Linked DNA regions of Sus scrofa: region 1 is linked to region 2. The links are chromatin contacts, called in public Hi-C maps. All regions are on one chromosome and are shown on one strand. The core of a region is the stretch at or near the end of the contact, and the rest is flanking DNA. Distances in the headings are between cores, read along the strand shown.

Region 1 (5,341 bases), core at 2,141-4,640, 51 kb before region 2:
ATTCATTACTATCCTTATTATATTTAAAAAACTCATACGAAATAATAAAATCAGGGAAATATTAAGGCCAAAAAGATAAATGGAAAAAAAGACATTACGGAGAATTCACACCATCATTTGGCATTTTTCAGCTGCCAGGTCCAGCACTCGGCTCTGGCATACAAGGCTCAATCAGCCCAGAGAGGCCTTATGGTCCTACAGGGTCTGCTACACAACTTAACTAATGACAAAAAGGGCAAAGAAACAGTATCCCTGCTATGACAGGGTTCTGTGTGGGGTGAAGAGGTGGTATAAAGCAGGGACTGGCTGGTTAATTCAGCTGGCGAAGAATGGTCGAATAAAAAGGACTAACTGGCTCAGGGAGCCACAAACTTTAAAATAGGAGGCAGCAAGGCAAGAGATAAGGCTGGCTATGGAGAGATCAGGTCTGGAAGGTCTCATCCGGACAAAGGCTAAGGGCCTTTTCAGGGTTTTAAACTGGGGGCTGTGGGGAGGGGAGAAAGGGGGGGGTGCAAGGAGGGGAGTGAGGGGAGGAAAGTGAAAGAAGCAAAGTGAGGGGAGGAGAATGAAGTAATCAGAACCTTTCAGAAAGATCGCCATGGCAACAGTGTGGCTCTCAAACAGGAGGAGTTGGGTGACACTAGCAAGATCTGTTAGAACTCTAGTCTCTTAGAGATGCTAAGGGATTCACTTAAAGCAACAGCAGTTTAAAAATGGGGGTGGGGAGAAGAAAGATAAGATCTAGCCATTCAAAGCGTACCACAGTCCGTGGGACTTACTAATAGATTAAATATACCGGCAGTACGGATGTGAGGATACAGGAGAGGAGTCTGGGAAATTTTCAAACCTCATCAATTATCAGAAATACAAGTTAAAGCCTGAATTAATCACCGTTCTTCACCCATTAACATAGTGAAAATTAAACAGGTAGGATAGGTCAACATAGATATGCAGGGTTCGCAAATACACTCCCAGAGGAGTGAAGTTGATAAGGTCTCTCAGGAAAGCAATTTGGAAGTATGTATAACATCTTTTGATACAGGAAACCCACTTCTGGTTTTGTACCCTGAGAAAATGGTCTGAAATTCAGACAAAGCTTTATGGAGCTATATGTTCTTTGAAAGGTATTTTATTAAGAAAGATAAAACATGACACACTTTAAAAATTATAAAACCATCTAATGACACGAGAAATACTCATGCTATAATCTTAAGTGACCCAAGATCATAGCTATTTTACAACCTCAACTATGAAAAAGATCTGTGTTCACATATCCTCTGACCCTGCTGGAATTCCTTACAGAAACCTGGTCAAGAGAAATTCTCACAAATGTTCACTGCTGCACTGCTGGTAATGGCAGAAAATTAGAAACCTAATCATCCATCAACAGGGGAATGGCTGAATTACACTTTACCCTTAAAACAGAATATCATGCTGCTGTTTTTTAAAAAATCTGCCCTGACATAGGAAGAGTTCCAAAATACATTAAGTGAAGGAATATGCATAGTATGATCCTACTTATTTTAAAGTATACCCAGGCATGTATATACATATGTAAATGCAGAGAAGTTCTGGAGGGATATGAGTTGTTTTTTTGAGAAAATGAGGACTAGCGGGTAGGAAGAGTGAAGTGGATTTTTCACTTTTTACCCTGTATACTTCTACATAGTTTTAACTTTTAAATCACTGTAATTAGAATAAAGAGCAATGTTAGAAAAGTACGTGTTAATATGGCACATGTTAATAGTGGTTACTCTGGTAGATTTATGGATTTTTCAAAATTTTTGTCAATTTTTTGTGCCTTCTTGATTTTCTATAGAGAGTAGTTACCTTTATTTCAGGGAAAAATAACAGAAAACTAACAAAATGTTTACTTTTCTGGGATTGGTAGAGCAAATTTTATAAAATTTTCTCATTTTGTATGTGGATGACTTATCTGACACGGTCTGGGGAACACTGGGCCTCTTGGAAAGAAAGGACAAAGTGTAATAACTGCCCTAAAACTACACTGAGGATTCAAGTCAACATTTACTAATTGCCTATTATGTGCCTGGAACACTGCATCTGCCATGATAATAGCCTTCCTACGGACCGTCTTTAGTCTGAGTGACAGATTTACGAACTGGTATTTTGCCTGCCTTATTTCTTGGATGACCCATCCCATTTAACGTCCCTACAGCACTCTAGGCTTTCACGTCCCCCACTGTAGTGGCAGGGAAGTTCTACTTCATTACTGTGACTCCTGGGAAGGCCACGAGGACTCTGTTGCCTGAAGTAGGACCCAGGATTCCATTTAGGAGTGAAGAATTTGTGCACCTATGCCTGTGATATGTACAGACTTTTTATAGACCAAAATGCTGAGCTGTTATCTCTGGGTGTATTTTTTTTTAATTTATAGTATACTGTTATTTTTCCAATGTTCAAAATTGAGCATGTGAATTGTTACAAGCAGAAAAATAAACGTTATTTAAATATTTAATTCAATTTTTAAAAATTCCTTGGGCGCCTCTGTGAGGCACGCAGCATTTGCCTAGACGTGACTCTACAGATCAAATTCGCTTGGTGCCTCCCCCTACAGACAGACAATCAGGCACTGGAGACTGGGTGCCTGAATGGATGGACCAGCACTCAGACCTCTGGTCTCAAGATCAGGATCTTCCTAAACTAGGGACGTGGTTTTCCAATGTCTTTCAGCTTATGGTTTCTCTTAAGGGTCCTCTGAGACCCGCCCAGACAGACAGATATACAAAAACACAGACACAGTCACGAAACGTCCACCATTTCCCCACCAGGCGCAGCAAAGGCGGCTTCCCGGCACTGAGACGGGGGGAGGGGAGAGCGGGGGAGCGGAAAGCAGGGAACGAAAAAGGCGGAGGCGGCCCGCGGACCCCGCTTTGGTCTTCATCATCACCACCCCCCGGGGCCCCGGCTCCCACCCACACACCAACCTCTAACGATACCGGATAATTTTCCTCTTTCTTCCCTCAAACGGCTATAGCGAGACGGTAGACGACGACCAGAACTACTTCTGCTCACGTAAGCGACTGGTCACGTGAGGACCTACGTCATGTGAGATCTCGGTCACGTGAGCACTGCTCGGCTCTACCGCGGGATCATTAAAGTGCCGCACTTCCTTCTGGTATGACAATAGGGCGGGTCGATATTCAGAAAAAGATGGTATGGTTGGTGGCGGGGCGTCTTCTCTGACTGGTTATTGGTCCGCCTCTGGGGATAACCATCCCAGTTGCCGGAGAAACAGTTTCGTCATTGCTTAACAACTCACCGATGATTGGGTAGGCGAGCGAAGTTGGGTTCCGCGGGCCGCCTCCGCCTTTTTAGCCCTTAAGAACCTAGAAGCCCAGGTGACTCCTGGAGATCTCTGTTGCGTGATGACAGCTACGATGAAGCCGGTGAGCAGGGTCCGGCGGCTGGGCTACGTGCTGCCATTTTGCTTCCTGGCCCAGGTTCTCTGGGGCGTCCCAGGGGCCCGGGCCCTGAACAACGGCTTGGCGAGGACCCCTACCATGGGCTGGCTGCACTGGGAGCGCTTCATGTGCAATGTGGACTGTCAAGAAGATCCGGATTCCTGTATCAGGTATCAGAAATACTGGGTACATTCTTCCCTTCGCCTTTCCTTCCGGCTACCGTTGAAGGCATGGAGGGTCGCAGCGAGAAAATTCGAGCCCCAGGGAGAGCTGCCCTATTGCTCCTGCTTTTTTTTTTTTTTTTTATCGCCAGCAAACTAGCCTGGATGGGAACTAGCCCTAAATTTTCTCCATGTAGCCTCCCCACCCCACCCGCCGGGGTGGGAGTCCGGCCAGAGACCTCTACTTCTCCGCCTCTCTCTGCCTAATCACCCAGTTAAGGATGTTCTCCACTTATCATCTGGTTCTGTTCAGACCCTTATTAAGAGCTACTGCTCTCTCTCTGCGAGGTACTAGCAGTGAAGACAGCTGTGGTGAGTAGGAAGGACAGAGGACTATGACACGTGCCCTTTCTTCCTCTTTTTGGGTCATGGGTTCCTTGGCTGTAAGTGGAAGCAATTTAGAGAGACCATGGAGTCTCTGAGATCACCCCTTCCTGTAGCCCTTGAGTATAACATCTGGTTGGAAGGTTGACGTCAAGGGCCTTTATCTTTTGAAGATAAAAGGTTAGACTGGATAAGACAGATATTGATCCTATCTGATCCACACAGCCTTCATCTGTAAATTGTCACAGATTCAGCTCGGATCCTGCATTACTGTAGCCTTGGCATAGGCCAGAAGCTGCAGCTCCCATTAAACCTTAGCCTGGGAACTTCCCTATGCCACGGGAGTGGCCCTAAAAAAAAAAAAAAAAGAAAGAAAAAAAGAAAAGAAAAGACCAAAAAAAGCACAGTGCAGTACCAGGCCCTGCACTTGGGCATATAGAAGAAATGTTCTTAACCTGAACTGCATGGGGAAAATAAGGCAAATTTGCAAATATTAAGTATGTGTGTTTTTCTGAAGAGAGAATCTTGAACTTTGTTCAGATTTTCACAGGGATCTGTAGTCTAGAAAAGGTTAATAATCCCTGACTGATAGTGTTAAAAACATAATAACATGCTTGGTGCATAGGCTCCTCTGTAAGCAGCATATGGTACATCACAGTGGCCATAAGTTATTCCTATGAATGTCTTTACAGACGAAGTCAGGATGTTGATCAAAGGTGACAGAATTGGAGTTCCCGTTGTGGCTCAGCGGATTAAGAACCTTACATAGTCTCCATGAGGATGTGGATTCGACCCCTGGCCTTGCTCAGTGGGTTAAGGATTCCGTGTTGCCACAAACAACGAGGTCACAGATGCAGCTCAGATCTGGCGTTGCTGTGAGCTGGCCTAGGCCACCTATTTCCCCTAGCCTGGGAACTTCCATATGCCACAGATGCAGCCCTAAAAAGAAAAAAGTCCTTTGGGGTTTTTTTTCAGGGTTTTACTAAATGTACAAGGGGAAAAATTTTTTTAGCATTGAGGGTTTTTTATTCAAGAGCCAAATAATGTCTCCATTTATTCAAATAATTTGGAAACATCGTAGTTTTATTCGTATGAACTCTGCACATATATTAAAATTATCTCCAGGTATTTTGGGTTTTGTTTGTCACTTTTTTGGTTGCTCTTGTGAATGGCATATTTTTCTTTGACTAGGTTATCATTGGTATCTAAGAAAGCTGTTTATTATGTCACCTTTGTAGTTTCTTTCCTTACTGAACTTTGTTCTTAGTTCTAATAGCCTTTTCAATTTCGTATGGTTTGTTTTTGCTTTTGTTTTTGGCCGCAGCGTGCAGCAGCTTGATGTGGGATCTCAGTTCCCAAACCAGGGATTGA
Region 2 (5,703 bases), core at 1,929-4,428:
TGGGGGGCTATGTTACCTGGCCTAGGTAGGCAGCCAAAGGCACTCAAACGAGTGTATGGACATGAAAAAAAGAAAAGTCATTAAAATTTATATTCATTCTTTGAGGATCATTGGCCCTTCTTCTACTCTACTAACTGAAACTTTTCTGGCTGTGGTCCTAAATGAGATCATTTTTTTTTTAAACCCCAAGGCCTGAAAAGGAACTAAAATAGGTAGTGCTCGTGGCTTTTTTTTTAAAATGCAGTGCATTACGGGATATGTGGGTAGATGTGGTATTTTGAAAATAAAGAGCCTGTCCCACTATTATTAGAATGCTTTGCTCTTCTAACCTTGGGTTCTTCCAGGGGTACCTTCTCCACTTTCCAGATCCTTGGCAACCTTAATTTGGCAACCTAATTCTCTAGTAGGAAATGAGTGCTCAGCTCTCAGTTCTGCCCCACAAGAAACAGGGAAAGACAGACAGTGTCTAACAAGCACATCTGTGAATCTGGGGCCGTCTCTGTGGGGTGAAAGCATCTGGATCCTTTCCCTTTGACAAATGACTGAGGTCACAAAGAAAAAGTGGAGTAAGGGAGAACCCTGAGGAGCCATTTCTCTGTCCTGTGCTGAACAGGATTAAGGGTGATTGGCTATGCTTCCTCCCAACCAGGACATCCTCACTATGCTAGTTAAGTATTTAAGAAACCACTTTCTCCATGGTAGTAGTAGTCATGAAACTGGATTCACATCAGAATCCCTGGGAACTCTTAAAAATACAGACAACTAGGCCTTATCTCCAAAGATTCTGATTGGGTATGTCTGGAGGGAAACTCAGGTATGTTTTTTTAAATTTGCAAGGAAATTCTGATACTCAGGTAGGTTTAAGAACCACTGATTCAGGAGTTCCCATTGTGGCGCAGTGGTTAATGAATCCGACTGGGAACCATGAGGTTGCGGGTTCGATCCCTGGCCTTGCTCAGTGGGTTGATGATCCGGCGTTGCCTTGCGCTGTGGTGTAGGCTGCAGACTCAGCTCGGATCCCACATTGCTGTGGCTCTGGTGTAGGCCGTCGGCTACAGCTCTGATTAGACCCCTAGCCTGGGAACCTCCATGTGCCGCGGGAGCGGCCCAAGAAATGGCAAAAAGACAAAAAAAAACAAAAACAAACAAACAAAAAAACCCCACTGATTCAAAGGAAGAAGAAACTCAAGACTTTTTCATTCTGATGGATTGAGACCTTTCTTGCATGAATATGCCCTGAATTACTAAATGCCTCAGGGACTTATGGGCCATGGCTGTGACAAAGGACCTTAGCCTGGAGGCTAGATGGTGGTAATAGGAGGTCCCAGGTGCTTAGGATCCCTGCCCAGTAATGCAGCCTGTGGTCTTGAAATGTTAATTCCTTTGCTAGCCTTGGCTACAGGGTGATAGAAACAAGTTTGAAACCAAACTACAAATTATCACAGTTTATAGGATTTCAGTTCTGTCAACCACTTAAACTTTGCTGGTAGCCATTTTTCACTTGAGTTTCCAAAATAAAAATGCATTGGTGTACATTACGTGATGAATTTGTCCTTAGTTTTAATCGATGTTTGTCAGCGAAATTCTCAAATTGTCCTAGCCGCATTAATAACCTGAGTTACCAAAGATTTAAAGTGCACAAGGCCAGAGTTCCCGTCGTGGCGCAGTGGTTAACAAATCCGACTAGGAACCATGAAGTTGTGGGTTCGATCCCTGCCCCAGCTCAGTGGGTTAACGATCCGGCGTTGCCGTGAGCTGTGGTGTAGGTTGCAGTCGGATCCCGCGTTGCTGTGGCTCTGGCGTAGGCCAGTGGCTACAGCTCCGATTGGACCCCCAGCCTGGGAACCTCCATATGCCGCGGGGGGACCCCCAGCCTGGGAACCTCCATATGCCGCGGGAGCGGACCAAGAAATAGCAAAAAGACAAAAAATAAATAAATAAATAAATAAATAAATAAAGTGCACAAAGCCTTTATCGAGCACTTCTATTTCTTTTCCCTTTTGGGGGGGAGGGGTTAATCCACAGGGTATGCTACTGGGCATATAGTACAGTAGAAAATTGACAGAACACTGTAAACCAGCTATAATGAAAGAAATAAATTAAAAAAGTAAAAATAAACTTTATTAACATTTGCTATTTACTCATTGCATTTCCCTTGAATTCTGGATTCTAGCTCAGTATAATACTCTTTTTTTCTTTGGTTTTAGAAAGCAGATGAACGTCCCACTTTCAAAATTCTTCTGAGCAACATTCTAGATGTCATGGATGAAGAATCCTGAGCTCACCAATAAGTTTCTTGGTTCCACTCCTCGCCTCCGCAAGCCCCAATTTCACTTTCTCTGAGGAAATCCCAGGCTTACAGGCCCTGGAGCCTTTGCACCCTCGCTGAATACACAAAGGCCCCTCTCTACATCTAGGAATGCCTCTCTTTTTCCTGGGATAGTACCTTCTGAGGGCAAGGAATTATTGTGCCTGGTATTTTCCCCCAGAGAGGACATTTCCTAAGAGTATTAAGACAGACTGAATTGGGAATAGAAACGTTTTGGGGGGAGGGAGGGATGTAAATAGCCTCACAAGGGGTCCAACCGCTCTCTAGGTAGGCAATAGAACTTGAGGGGAGGGAGGTAGAATTTGGCAGGAATGAAACGGTGTTATAAAAATGGGAGGGGAGGGTGTTTTGATAAAATAAAATTACTGGAAAGCATGAAAGTTTCTTGCTATTTTGATTAATCATGCAGCGCCCCTGAAGCGCCCTATCTCAGTGTTCCAGGAAACTGCTGTGTGACCTTAGTTTGTCATATTCCTACTTTGAGAACTCGACGGGATCCTTCGCATTTAACCCCTCTGGCTCTAGAAAAATTCTGCTTCTGAATCAGAGACAGTGATCACAAACTAAAAAGCACACAGTAGGCATGCGGTATTATCGGAACGAATCTGACAGTTGGGGACAAGCTGCGCCGGAGCCTCTTCCCCCTGCGTCAGGACGGGTGAACTCCATCAAAGAACTAGGTAGAGCCAGGGGTCCGGGACGACTAAATGATGGACCAAGCAGTCCGAGCCTAGCACCAGAGCTGCAGCTGGGAAAGCGCGGGCCAATTTGGAAGCGGTCAGGGGCGGGGCTGTTGGGCCCTTCGGGAACGGGCCACGTGGTCTGAAGTAACTTCCCTTTTTTACCTTATTTTTTTCTTTGCTTTTTGAAATAACGTCTCGACAGCGCCACAGCGCTGGGCCGCCAGTCCTGAGACTTCTAGGCGCAGGTAGGGCGCCGCCACCGGGTCGCAGGGGCGGGAGCAAGGGGAGCCGGCGACTGGGAGGAAAGTCCGGAGAGGAGAGGGGGGGCTCCGGGGAGGGGCGTAGGCGGTCCTTGGTGCTGGGCCGCGCGCCGGCGCCGTATGCTCACGGGGCGGTCCCGGAGGCGGCGGGTTGTGGTTCCGGTTCCGCCACGGAGACACGTGAAGGTCGGTGAGTTGGTGCGGAGTTCGTCTCGGCACGCGTGGCCGCGCTGGGATGGATTCCTCCTCGTCTTCCTCCGCGGCGGGTTTGGGCTCAGTGGACCCGCAGCTGCAGCATTTCATCGAGGTGGAGACTCAGAAACAGCGCTTCCAGCAGCTGGTGCACCAGATGACGGAACTTTGTTGGGTGAGAAGCCTGGGGCTGGGATCTAGCCAGTGTACCTACTTCACCCCTGTCCTTGCCCGGCGCGACTCACCACAACGTCTGGGATTCGGGGAAGGGAAAGGACCTGGCAGCATCCCCTCGGTTTCCTTAGGTTCCTCAGGCCGAGCCTGAAGGGAGAAAGGGTTACTCCACTTCTCAGGGAACTGTCACACCGGACCTCGGCTTTGTTAGTGCAGAGGACTGGAGATTGATTGTAGCAGTCTTAAGCAGTTGTCCCAACCAGCGCTTTAGGAACCGAAGGTTGAACCTTCCTAGGGCTGGTCTCTAAGACTGATGAGAACCTCCAGTACTGGGATTTTATTTCTGGCACCCTGATTCCCAAGGAGTTAATGAATCCCTGTCCCTGCACTCATAGAGTTTACCTTGATTATTCATTTGCTCCAACCGTCCCTCGTGAGAAGTGAATGGCTCTAGCCCACCAACTATAAAAATGGCGTAATCTCTACCAAGATACACACTTTTTTGCCTTCTAGTTGGATTGTTGTGCAATACCAAGCCGTTTCAGGTCTGAAGGTTGAGGAATTGAGTATGCGTTGTGAGGGAACTTTGGCAAAAGGGTAGAAGGCACTTATTTGCAGCTTGGGATCAAAGTGTTCTCTGGATGCCAAGGACAGAGTAACTGCCCTGCCTTGACATAACAAAATTCACAGAATAAAGAGACAAAGATCATTTTCTGTACAAGTGGAGGGTCTGAGAGGCTTGTGTACACAACTGAGAATAATGAACAAAATTCATTTGAACCATAAACTTATGGTAAAGCTGAAATCTGACCCTTAACAAATGCTTACTTAACTCCCGTCTGCCTTGAGCCAGAGTGCTTTGATTATTTTAAAAAATCTGATACATTTACATTTGGGCCAGGAGGGGGTGTAGTTGAGGACTCAAGAACCTGTGGCTTAAGTAGACAGTGTTACAAATCTCGGGTCATACATTTTCTTTCTGTCTTTGGTAGGTTTTAGGGTGTCTTGCTGCAAAGATTTATCCTTTAACCCTTTTATTCTGCAGTTAAGTTAAAGGCATTTAATGCAAACAGCATTGCAGAGTTCTAACCAAATTCGGATGAATTTCCCTTGTATCTTGCTTTGTAATATCTCAGCTCCACCATTTTCTGGCCCTATGACTTGAGACAAAGTATCTCTGTGCCACAGCTTCCCTCTTTGTAAAATGAAGACTAATAATAGTATCTATTGGGTGGTTATTGTAAAAAATTGTAAGTCTGTAGAAAATTGCCACAAAGTAAGCTGTCAAATGGAAACTATTAACATATAGATACTGTTTTTTAGTGAAGTCTTTCCTCTAAGCAACATGAAGCTCCCTCCCTCCCCAACACCCCCAGTTCCCTTTGTGATACTGTATCTTGTTCTGAGCAGGAAAAGTGCATGGACAAGCCTGGGCCAAAGTTGGACAATCGGGCTGAGGCCTGTTTTGTGAACTGCGTTGAGCGCTTCATTGATACAAGCCAGTTCATCTTGAATCGACTGGAACAGACCCAGAAATCCAAGCCAGTCTTCTCAGAAAGCCTTTCTGACTGATCTCAGCATTACCTCTTTGGAAAAAGGAAGGTAGTTCAAGAAATGAAGAGCGGTTGATGGGATGGTTGAAGAAAAGGCTATGGGGGGATTGGCTCCCACCTTGTCACTCTTGGGACATCCTGTCTTCTGAGAAAGAACAAAGACCAATTTTTGTGTGTGTGGGGTTTGAGGGTCAAATGTGTTTGGGATTGTGTTTTTTAATGCTAATCTTGTGAAAACAATTGACAGATGAATGGAAAACTCTACTAGATGCATATTACTGTGTGAGGGACGATGCTTTTCTCATAGCCCCATTAATTCACTGCTTCCTATAATTTTGATAGTGGAACCACATAGGTAAAGATCTGTTATTTGTGTGGATTCATTGAAGATTTCTGGGGAGATTGATACATATTTTTGTATCTCTCAGAAAGGACAGCAGTGGGGAAAGAGTAATTTGGTACTTAACTGTAGGCCTCCTTATCTAGTGTTGGACTATCAGTGCTGGGGAAAA

Evidence for each region. A called contact is a pair of places that touch in the nucleus more often than the background predicts.
Region 1: a contact with region 2 is called in a Hi-C map of liver, with 3 times the contacts expected there. The contact joins the promoter of GLA here to the promoter of TIMM8A in region 2. A contact is called at or near these places in 1 of 5 promoter capture datasets (fetal liver), 5 of 47 Hi-C or Micro-C datasets (blood, heart right ventricle, liver and 1 more) and 1 of 2 datasets of contacts at active chromatin or transcription factors (alveolar macrophages).

What each region holds. Positions count from the first base shown.
Region 1 is chrX:83,030,322-83,035,662 of Sscrofa11.1, reverse strand. GLA (galactosidase alpha) reads left to right here and starts at 3,390. Exons shown (of 7, transcript NM_001177925.1): 1 at 3,390-3,595. The coding sequence starts at 3,390. HNRNPH2 (heterogeneous nuclear ribonucleoprotein H2) reads right to left here and starts at 3,138. Exons shown (of 2, transcript XM_021079664.1): 1 at 2,949-3,138.
Region 2 is chrX:82,978,513-82,984,215 of Sscrofa11.1, reverse strand. TIMM8A (mitochondrial import inner membrane translocase subunit Tim8 A) reads left to right here and starts at 3,178. Exons shown (of 2, transcript XM_003135239.3): 1 at 3,178-3,639; 2 at 5,049-5,703. The coding sequence starts at 3,508. The coding sequence ends at 5,210. BTK (Bruton agammaglobulinemia tyrosine kinase) reads left to right here. Exons shown (of 19, transcript NM_001243576.1): 19 at 2,208-2,704. The coding sequence ends at 2,279.